2 separate regions of the Dromaius novaehollandiae genome follow, and region 2 is linked to region 1. A link is a contact called in public Hi-C data. All regions are on one chromosome and are shown on one strand. Each heading gives the region's core, a stretch centred on a gene start, on an enhancer-like site or on the middle of the called end of the contact. The rest is flanking DNA. Distances are from core to core; before and after follow the strand shown. Region 1 holds the start of IRS2 (insulin receptor substrate 2). Region 2 has its middle 200 kb from the start of IRS2.

The links. A called contact is a pair of places that touch in the nucleus more often than the background predicts.
Region 2: a contact with region 1 is called in a Hi-C map of liver, with 4 times the contacts expected there. The contact joins the enhancer-like site here to the promoter of IRS2 in region 1. A contact is called at or near these places in 2 of 4 Hi-C or Micro-C datasets (brain and liver).

Annotation. Positions count from the first base shown.
Region 1 is chr1:156,146,117-156,151,080 of bDroNov1.hap1, forward strand. It overlaps IRS2 (insulin receptor substrate 2), which reads left to right and starts at 2,458. Exons shown (of 3, transcript XR_010386785.1): 1 at 2,458-4,964.
Region 2 is chr1:156,348,844-156,353,807 of bDroNov1.hap1, forward strand. No RefSeq gene overlaps it. Among named protein-coding and RNA genes, the nearest start is that of IRS2, 200 kb to the left of the region's middle. Within about 2 kb of position 2,283, at least 2 of the 2 cell types and tissues checked have open chromatin away from gene starts, as enhancers often do.

The sequences.
Region 1 (4,964 bases), core at 1,208-3,707:
TAAATGTTAGCACTTCCCCACCAGAGGAAGGGAGAGCTCTTTCTTAAAAAGCCGCTTTTACTGCGACGTACCGGTATTTACAGTGAAGTGGTCCGCACCACTCCCCCCTCCCTCCCCGTTACAGCTGTTGATTTCTAAATGAGCCGTTATGACCCAAACCGCGGAGAATTTCGGGCAGGAGGCAGCGGGGCCGTGCGGCAGGGCTACGCGCGGGCTGCGCAAGGCCCTGCTACCGCCGCCGGGGAGCCCTCGCCGCCCCATCACCCCCCCCCCCCCTTTTCTTATTTTTTTTCGGCTGCTTCAGCTTCGTCGCAGACCGACAAGCTAGAGCGTGTCCCGATGGCATTCAGAAGAGAAAATGGAAAGCGCGGATGTTTGTGCGACCCCAGCCTCACTTCTCCTCCCAGGCGTGTGCAGAAGGCAGGCTTTCCGCGCTGCTCCCGGGCAGGGGAAAAGATGTGGCTGTGATTAGGAACAGACCGGGCCGGGCGTTTTCAACACAGCCTTTTCCCTTCATCCCCAGACTTTTATTATTACTTCCCTTCTCTCCACCACGGTATGTTTAATGTCGCACGCTTCACCAGCGACAGCGATTCCCTCCACCGGGCGCGGGGAGCTGCCCAGGCATCCCCGCCCCACAGCCCGCCCAGACGGGGCGCCCCCGGCCGGGGCCCCCGCAGCACGCCCGGTGCCCGGTCACGGAGGGACGGCGCACGTCTCCCCCGCCGCGCTCCCGGCGGCAAGTCGCCTCCCTCCGGCTGCGGGAGGAGAAAGGAGCCTATTGATCCCCGCGCCGGGTGCCTGCGCTGCGGCACGGCCGGCGGCCGGGTTAAGTCGCTCCGGTAAACAAGCCCGAGACCTCTCTCCCCGCCGCAAAAGCCGCTTTGCCCACCGACGGGAGAGGGGGGTGCCGAAAGGCGGATCCGACCCCAGCGCACACGGGGCACGTTAAAACCCCGCAGCCAGGCAGCGCGTAAACAAGTATTTGTAACGCCGGAGCGGGGGGTGGAAAGGGCACCTCCGCCACAGGGAAGGGGCTGGTGCAAACTGCCAAGCTGCGCAGCAGCTTTCCCGAGAAAAACAGGGGACGGAGCGCTGCGTGTCCCCCCCTCCCCCCCTTCACAACTCATTACTTAATTGCCTCGATGTGCTGTAATCCCCCAGTGTGGCGGGGTTTGTTTCCAAAGGAAACGCGAGCGCTGCCCTTATTCACAGCTAACGCAAAACGCGGAGATAAATTAATTTATTTAATTAAAAATGAGTAATGCTTTCCCCCCTCCTCTCCTCCCCTCCCCTCCTCTCCCCTCCCGAGGTGGCATTTCCTCGCCACACATAAATAACAACCATGGGGAGCGGGGAAACAAGCCGCTGATTGATGAGGGACAGGAGCGGCGACGGCCTCCCCCCGCCATGCCGGGGGGCGGCGGCGGCTCCCAGGGCCGCGAAATGGCGGGCGCGGGGGCGAGGCGGGGCGGGGTCCCCACGCGGGCTGCGGGGGGACACGCGCAGCGAGGGAGGGCGGTCACGCCGGCTGTGCTGCGTGGGTGTACGCTGACACACCGAGGTGTAGGAGGGCGCGTACCGCCGGCGGAGGGAGGCAGGGAGCGGGGCTGCCCGCGCAGGGAGGCGGTTTTCGTGGTAACGGGCGGGCGGCGGGGGTAAGATGGATGGTGGGCACGGCCATCTCGGCGACCTCGCGTCTTTGTCCCGCGGGGAGGCAGCGTGGTTTCCCCGGCACGGGGGGTGTGCGGGGGAGACTTCGTGACTCCCGATCGATGGTCGCCTGCGAAAGCCGCCCCCGTCCCCCGTCCCCCCGCCGCACATCGGGGCGGAAAGGCACCTTTCTGACCCCATCGCTTGCTCCGCCGAGGTTACACAATGAAGTCCTGTCACGGATTGCGGCCGTGCTTCCGCCCCTTCTTTCCGCCTCCCTCTCCGATTTCACAGCCCCTCTTTCTGCCTCCATCTCCAGTTTTACAACCCCTCTCCTTCTGTAAATAGCCTTGGACGTCGTCCCCCACCCGCCCCCCCGCAAGCGCAGCCGAATGAGCTAGGCTGCCGCTGCGATGGCTCAGGTTAGAGTGAGCTGCAGCACGCAAGTTTTGTCGGATGTATTTGTTCTTCCTGCTACATTCGTGTTTTAGGCACGCTCCGGGGTGTGTGCCGGGGAGGGTAGGAGGGGGCCGGGCCCAGGCGGACCGGGCCGGGCCGTGCCTGAAGCGAGCCGGCGGTTGTGGGCGGGAAAAGCCGCCGCCGGGGGAAGGAGGCAGCGAGGGGAAGGCGGGGCCAAGCGCGCCAACGGCCCAATGGCAGTGCGCCGCCCCGCCCACGGGGCCCGCCGCCGCGGCCCAATTGGTGCGCGACGCTGTCCCTCGGGCGGCGCGGCGCCCAATGCGGGGCGGTGCCGACGGGCCCGGCCCCCCCCGGCCCGCCGGGCCCCCCCCCCGCCCCGCCCCGCCCGCCCCGTCTCGGTGTGTGAGCGTCTCGGTAACTCGGCGGGTCACGTGTTGTTTTGCTCTTTAGTTCAGTCACTCCGTGCGCGATGTGTTACTTACTGCTAAACTCCTACCGACGCAGGCAGCAGCCGCTGCGGCAGCAGCAGCAGCGACGAGACGCGCAGGGGAGCGCCCGCGGCAGCGGCGGCGCCGCCGGTTCCCGAGCCGCCGAGCGGCCGCCGGCAGCGCCCGCTGCCTAGAGGCGGGAGGACCCCGCCGCCGCTCCGGGCTCCCTCCGCGGAGGATAACCCCGTCGCGCCGCCGCTGCTCGGCCGAGACGCGGAGAGGAGCGCGGCGCCGCTGCCCGCCGCGGGGCCGGGGATGGCGAGCCCTGCCGTGCTGGGGCTGTTGCCCCCCGTGAGCCCCCCTGCCGGCCCCAACCTCAACAACAACAACAACAACAACCAGAGCGTGCGGAAGTGCGGCTACCTGCGCAAGCAGAAGCACGGCCACAAGCGCTTCTTCGTGCTGCGCGGCCCGGGCGGCGGGGAGGAGGCGGCGGGCGCCCGGCTGGAGTACTACGAGAGCGAGAAGAAATGGAGGAACAAGTCCGGGGCGCCGAAGCGGGTCATCGCCCTCGACTCCTGCCTCAACATCAACAAGCGGGCGGATGCCAAGCACAAGTACCTGATCGCCCTGTACACCAAGGACGAGTACTTCGCCGTGGCGGCCGAGAACGAGCAGGAGCAGGAGGGCTGGTACCGGGCTCTCACCGACCTGCTCAACGAGGGCAAGGCGGCCTGCCAGGGCTCCCCGCACCGCCACCTCTCCTCGCCCTTCTCCGCCTCCTGCAGCGCCGCCGCCGCCTCCCTGGCCGCCGGCGGCGAGGACCTCAACTACGGGCTGATCACCCCGGCCGCCGCCGCCTACCGGGAGGTCTGGCAGGTGACGCTGAAGCCCAAGGGCTTGGGGCAGAGCAAAAACCTCACCGGCGTGCACCGGCTGTGCCTCTCAGCCCGCACCATCGGCTTCGTGCGCCTCAACTGTGAGCTGCCCTCGGTCACGCTGCAGCTGATGAACATCCGCCGCTGCGGCCACTCCGACAGCTTCTTCTTCATGGAGGTGGGGCGCTCGGCGGCCACGGGGCCCGGCGAGCTCTGGATGCAGGCGGACGACTCCGTGGTGGCCCAGAACATCCACGAGACCATCCTGGAGGCCATGAAGGCTCTGAAGGAGCTGTCCGAGTTCCGGCCCCGCAGCAAGAGCCAGTCCTCGTCCTCCTCCTCCTCCGGGGGGGCCGCCGGGCCTGGCGGCAGCGGCGCTTCTGCCACCCACCCCATCACCGTGCCTGGCCGCCGCCACCACCACCACCACCACCTGGTCAACCTGCCCCCCAGCCAGACCGGCCTGCTCCGCCGCTCCCGCACTGACAGCCTGGCGACTGGCGCCAAGGGCACACCGTGCCGGGTGCGGACAGCCAGCGAGGGCGACGGCTGCCGGGTGGGCTCAGCAGCCGGCAGCCCCATGAGCCCTGGCCCCGTGCGCACCCCGCTCAGCCGCTCGCACACGCTTAGCAGCGGCGGCAGGCAGGCGGGGAAACTGCTGCCGGCGCTGGCCGGGAGCGGCCTGCCGAGCAGCCGCTCCATGTCCATGCCCGCCTCCCACTCGCCCCCCTCCGCCACCAGCCCCATCAGCCTCTCCTCCAGCAGCGGCCTCGGCTCTGAGCCGGCCCCCCTGCACCACCCGCAGCGCCCGTCCAGCAGCAGTGCCTCCGTCTCCGGCTCCCCCAGCGATGCGGGCTTCATGTCCTTTGACGAGTACGGCTCCAGCCCCGGCGGCGACCTGCGGCCCTTCTCTTCCTCCTCCACCGCCAGCAACCGCAGCAACACGCCCGAGTCGGTCGCTGAGACCCCCCCAGTGCGGGACCCTGGGGGCGGCACTGACCTTTATGGCTACATGGCCATGGAGCGGCCCCTGAGCGGCCGGCTCTTTTACCGGCCCTGCCCCGATGCTGCTGACAAGGGCCATCGCAAGAGGACTTACTCGCTGACCACCCCGTGCCGGCAGCGGCCCGCCCCGCCGCAGGTCTCCTCTGCCTCCCTTGACGAGTACACGCTGATGCGTGCCACCTTCGCCGGCAGCGCCGGCCGCCTCTTCCCCTCCTGCCAGGCGGGAGCTTCCCCGAAAGTCACCTACACCCCCTACCCCGAGGACTATGGGGACATTGAGATCGGTTCCCACCGCAGCTCTGGCAGCAGCAGCATCAACCTGGGGCCACCGGCGGCAGGGGGAGGAGGAGGAGGAGGAGGAGGAGATGATGATGGCTACATGCCCATGACCCCCGGCGTGGCCGCAGCCTTAGGGCAGGGAAGCCGGGGCAGCGATGACTACATGCCCATGAGCCCCACCAGCGTGTCCGCTCCCAAGCAGATCCTGCAGCCCCGGGCCGGGGTGGTAGGTGGGTCCCCCGGGAACGGGAGCAGTTACAAGACCAGCTCACCCGGGGAGAGCTCCCCCGATGATAGCGGC
Region 2 (4,964 bases), core at 1,033-3,532, 200 kb after region 1:
CCTAGAAAGCAAGAGTCTGGAAAGGCTCCTTGGGTTGTTTTCTGCACAGCAGCCTATGAGCTCAGCGTGTTTAATGCTCTGTTGATGCCACAGGAGTTGACAGAAGCAGGGACAGATTACACCGAGAAGGAGGTAAACAAGTTGTTTACAACTCAGCAGGGCTGCAGCCTATCCTCCTTGCATCGGCTGAAAGGCAATGAGAGCATTGGACACTGCGCTGCTGATGGGAAAGGATCCCTGGAGCTGCCAAGCTCTGGCTCCAGAAACGTCTGTGGGGCTTCAATAACAGGAAATCACGTGTGCCGTCATTATCAGCTGCTGAGCGAGACAGATGCACCCAGATCAATATCAGTGTCCAATATCAAAGAGCTATTGTGACGGTACGGAGCATTTTGAACTAAGGAGAACAACAAAAATATTTTAAATGATTAGGGCTGGCAAAAATCCCCAGACTTTCTCTTTTCTGTTTTGTTTTTGTGTTTTTCGTCTCTGAGGCAGTGGATTCATCACAATTACAGGAACTGAAAGTCCTCTCTGCTCAAAGCAACTTTGATCCTTATTGATCTAATTAAACTATGTTTGCTTAAGGTTGCAGAGGGAAAGGGCTGAAAATCAGCAATCTTCCTGATCTCTCACAATAGTAAGGAGTATCTGTTCACTGAGCTTGTCCTTCAGCACAGCTGAAACTGGACTAAGCTTCTCTCAGTATGCCACATCTTATGCTGTCTGAAAATATAATTTAGAAACACAGCAAAACGTCCTCAGGGCTTCTGTTCAAAACAGGACTCGGAGAGCAGAAAAGTTGTGAACATAGACAAGTGTGCTCCCAGCACAAGCATTATAGCTGTGGGGGTCTTGATCACACTGTCATTACATGAAACTGTTGATTTGTGTAATGGGCTTTCTGTTTCTTATCATTAGTGTTGTCAACTAAAATACAACTGTAAACAAGCAAGCCATTTTTGTATCATACAAATTATATACTAAGAGCCAAATTCTGTTTTATGTGGAAACATATGCCTCATGATATTTGTATTTCTTTTAAAACAGCTGGTAGGTTAGGATATTTTTGAAGGATCATTTTTTCTGTTTAAAACATGGCAAGATACTGCACAGAATTCGGAAGTCTCCAGGCCCAGGATGTTCAATGGAAATTCACAGGCACAATCAGGGAGCTGCTTTCATAGTCTAAACAGAAATACTTCTGTTATTCAAGGAATGGCACCTGTAAAAGGATTCATAGGATATTTTGGCCCCTCCTTTTTCAGACAGGGGAAAAAAGAATGGTCATGAGGTGAAACGTACTTCTCCCCATTGCTTCAGCTGGGTGACTGCCGGGCTATTGGTATTTCAGAAAAAAACCAACAGTTAGAATAGTTATTGTCTGATGGTGGCTCATCTGTTTGCATTACACACTGTAGTTTATAATAATGTGGCTGTATATTTGCATGCATGTGTAAGCTGCTCACATAATGCTGAATATCCTGACAAGATCACTCCATAAGGATGAGTGATGGCACAGTTGACATGCTAACTCACATACACATTTCTCTCAAGTCAGATACTTGAAGGGAGGTAAGCAGATTTACACCAGGAAAAGGTCCAGCTCTGATTTTATTCTAGGTTGGGGAGTAGCCTTGGACTGAAGGAGGTTACCAGGTTTCATTCCATTTAGTTTTTAACAGCAGTGCCAGGAAAGCTGTCTCCTTTCAAAGCTGGGAAGAGAGGCAGGGTGGCACCAACACTGGCTAAAGCACAGACCTTCCTTCTCTTGTCCTTACCCTGAGCAACTCCTCCACTGCTTCATTAAGGCTTATACCTTTAGCAGTCACCCTAATTGCTGCCCCTTCACCTGCCTTTAAAGCAGCCTCGCCTAGTTTTCAAGTAGGTGGGCTAATTCAGCAATTGAATCATCTGAGGTGGGCAGCTATTTCCTTCCTGCTTGAAAAGGCTTCCGCAAGGAAAGAGTTAAAGTAGCCAGTTCTCAGTGCTGCCTGTGATTGTCCAGGGCCTCTCTCTCCGCCTGTTTCGGAGGCCTGAAGGAGATAGCCTCTGGAGTACAGGCTTGTCTCCCATGATAAGATAGACGAGTCCTTAATGCGATTCCTCAGATCCCCAGAGAGAGATCCAGAAATGCTGCAGAATAAACAAACAGGGGAAATAATGAATGGGAGCAGAGCAGAAAGGCAACAAAACAGGGCAGCGCCTGCAAGCCGTAGTAAACAAGTGCACATGCAGCTCCAGAACCGCCCCTTGCTCAGCAGGCTTAAACCAGCCGCCCTCAGGCACTCGCTTCCCCTGAAAGAGATTACGGCCTTGCCTAAATTCCTCTTTTCAACTTGCTCCAAGCCTGGATTGTGAGGTGTTCGCTCACGTGCTTTGCATGTGTCATGCTATTTTTAGAACTGTCTGAGAGCCCTGGTTTCCTCTGGCAGATCCGCTGCTAACACTATTACCCAGCAGAGGAGAAAAGAAACGAAGCTGCTGAAATAACTGTGCATCACAGAAATAAATGGAAAAGGCATATTAGGTCAGGCAATCCGTGCCCCAGCCAGCAAAGGTTGCTCCCTACAGAATAAATCTGAGTGCTCTGTAGATCAGTTTTATATTGATATATTAGACTCCCTGTTGCAGATGGATCTTTTTCAGCCCAAGTTTTGTTGTTGGTTTTTTGAATACCTTGACCCAAAGTCTTTGCTACTAGAACCTGACACAGCTTCTCTGTATGGTGGTAACTGTTTATCCCAGGCAAAATTTAGTCCGTTCTGCTCTTCTGACCATTTTTAATGATGCAAAAGCTTACTCTGGACAACACAGAAATGTTCTACAAGGTCACTTGCACAAAATGTAATAAAGCGAGTTTACTGTTTCCCAGAAGAAGTTTATGTTTGAATTTCCCCCCTTTTTATTTAAACTGCTGTCTGCAATGTGTTCACTTGAGCAGGGTTCAGCTGTGAAAGCCATACAAGAGTCCTGAGTGACCTCTCATAATATTGGGTTTCACACTGTTAACATGTGTTCCAGTCAGTGAAGCAGATATTCCAGGGTTTCTCTGACCTTTCTAAATATTGTAATAATCGATGGCCATCAAGTGACCCTGTCATTCCCTGGATGCTTAGACAGTCAGGTAAACAAATCCATGCTGACCTTCCATTTGCATCCTGCCCTGCTGCCCATTCATTCTCTTTGTTCTTCCTCTGGGAGGCCCAAGGTCCAAAGCGGGAACCCTCTCCACGGTGTAGCATAGCTGGAATGCCCTGACCTGGCCAAAGAAAGTTGGAAGGAGAGGCGGAAACAACAGCTGAAATCTGGTGGTTGCTGATATTTGCTGAGACAATTTCATTGCCATGGCTGCATCACTAGATCCAAGAGTGCTTCCAAGGTTTTGAACCGGAATGGGTGCTCTGGCCATATCCTAACCTCACATCAAAGCCAGATTCATGTGCCAGCCTTCTCCAGTCTGCTCCTCTGTATCTGTGGAAATGAAACCTCATACGTGAAGGCTGGGCAGGAACGGTGGCACCTTCCTGGTCTCGCTGATGCACACCCATGGAGCGCTGGAGTGCTAAGTCTAGATGCGAATCTTCCTCTTTGTCCCTTGTGATCCAGCAGAAACATGTTAGCTTAATCATTGGAAAGATCTGTAAGACTCCAAAGTGAAACAGAGGAAGAGTGCTTACAGACTCAGGAGCAGATAGGAGTTAGTTTTAAGAAACTGTTCCATATCAGATCTCAAGTATTGGCTTCTGCCACCCAACAGAGACAGTGCCTCACTGTGTTCTAATTTGTCTGTGGTAAGATTGGGCCAAACATACAATCCAAATGTGCAAAAGCCATTGAGAGAAAAGTATGCAAAACCTTCTTCCTTTTTCCTACAAGTGTTTAAAACCTGCATCATCAGGAGAGGAGGGAGTTTTGAGGAGAGAGCAAGGCAGATTATGAGGAGCACAGGTTTCTCGTTTGAGGTAAGGTGAATATCCTTCATTGTTTGCACATAAACACTATAATATCTGTGACAGGCAGCAGAGCATTCCAGATTTATTCTAAGAGAGCAATGGTAAACATACTATATAGGTAGCATGTTAGACTAAATTTTACCTGTGTGATAAATTTTGCAGTTCTGAAACAAAAATAGTTTCATCTAATCAGGTTTTCAAAAGAGATAGGCTATACTGGGGATATTTCACCATGGAGATAGAATATGAATTAACCATCTTTACAATTTGGAAAGGGAACAATAGCCAACAGAGAGGAGACTAAAGTTAAGTAACACATCAAGGTCTGAGCTCTTTGGGGTACCTAGAGAAGATGGGAGGGAAGCAGGAACATTTCTAATGAGTAGGGAAGAGAACCGGGAGAAGATGGGGGAGTGGGTCCAGATGTGAAGGAGAAGGCTATGACTAAGTGATTACTGAAAGCAGCAAGGTGTTTGAATATGCAGGCAGTTCCTTGTGTAGGAGACTCTCTGAGATACAGAGATTACTTTGGTGACACTGTTAAAAAGAACTGGAAAGCAGGAAGCAGACAACAACAGAACTATAGAGACTGAAACAAAACGATGGGGATTAGAGCTACTGCTGTCATAGACTGGAATGAGGAAATAGCATTAAGATGGCAGAAGAGGAAATGCGAAGAGATTTGCAGTGGAGGAAGTTAGCTTGTGCTGAACTTTTCCTGGATTCTTTCAGTGGCACAGCATTTGGCAGAAGAGAAAACGGATTATTGCTGATACATATTTCTAGATTCCAATTTAATTTTAAAATGGAAAGAATGGGGTGGAGAAATGTATTTGTCTGTGTCTTTTACAGCCATTTTGTCTATTAAAAGAATGACTTTAGCCCTTTAAATTTCAGCCTGTAACAGCTCTCCAATGAATCACACAGTCCTCTTAAGTAGCTTCTATGTAATGGCTCTTACAGGCATCTGCTCAAACTGTATCCAATTAAAAAAATAAATCTAGGAAC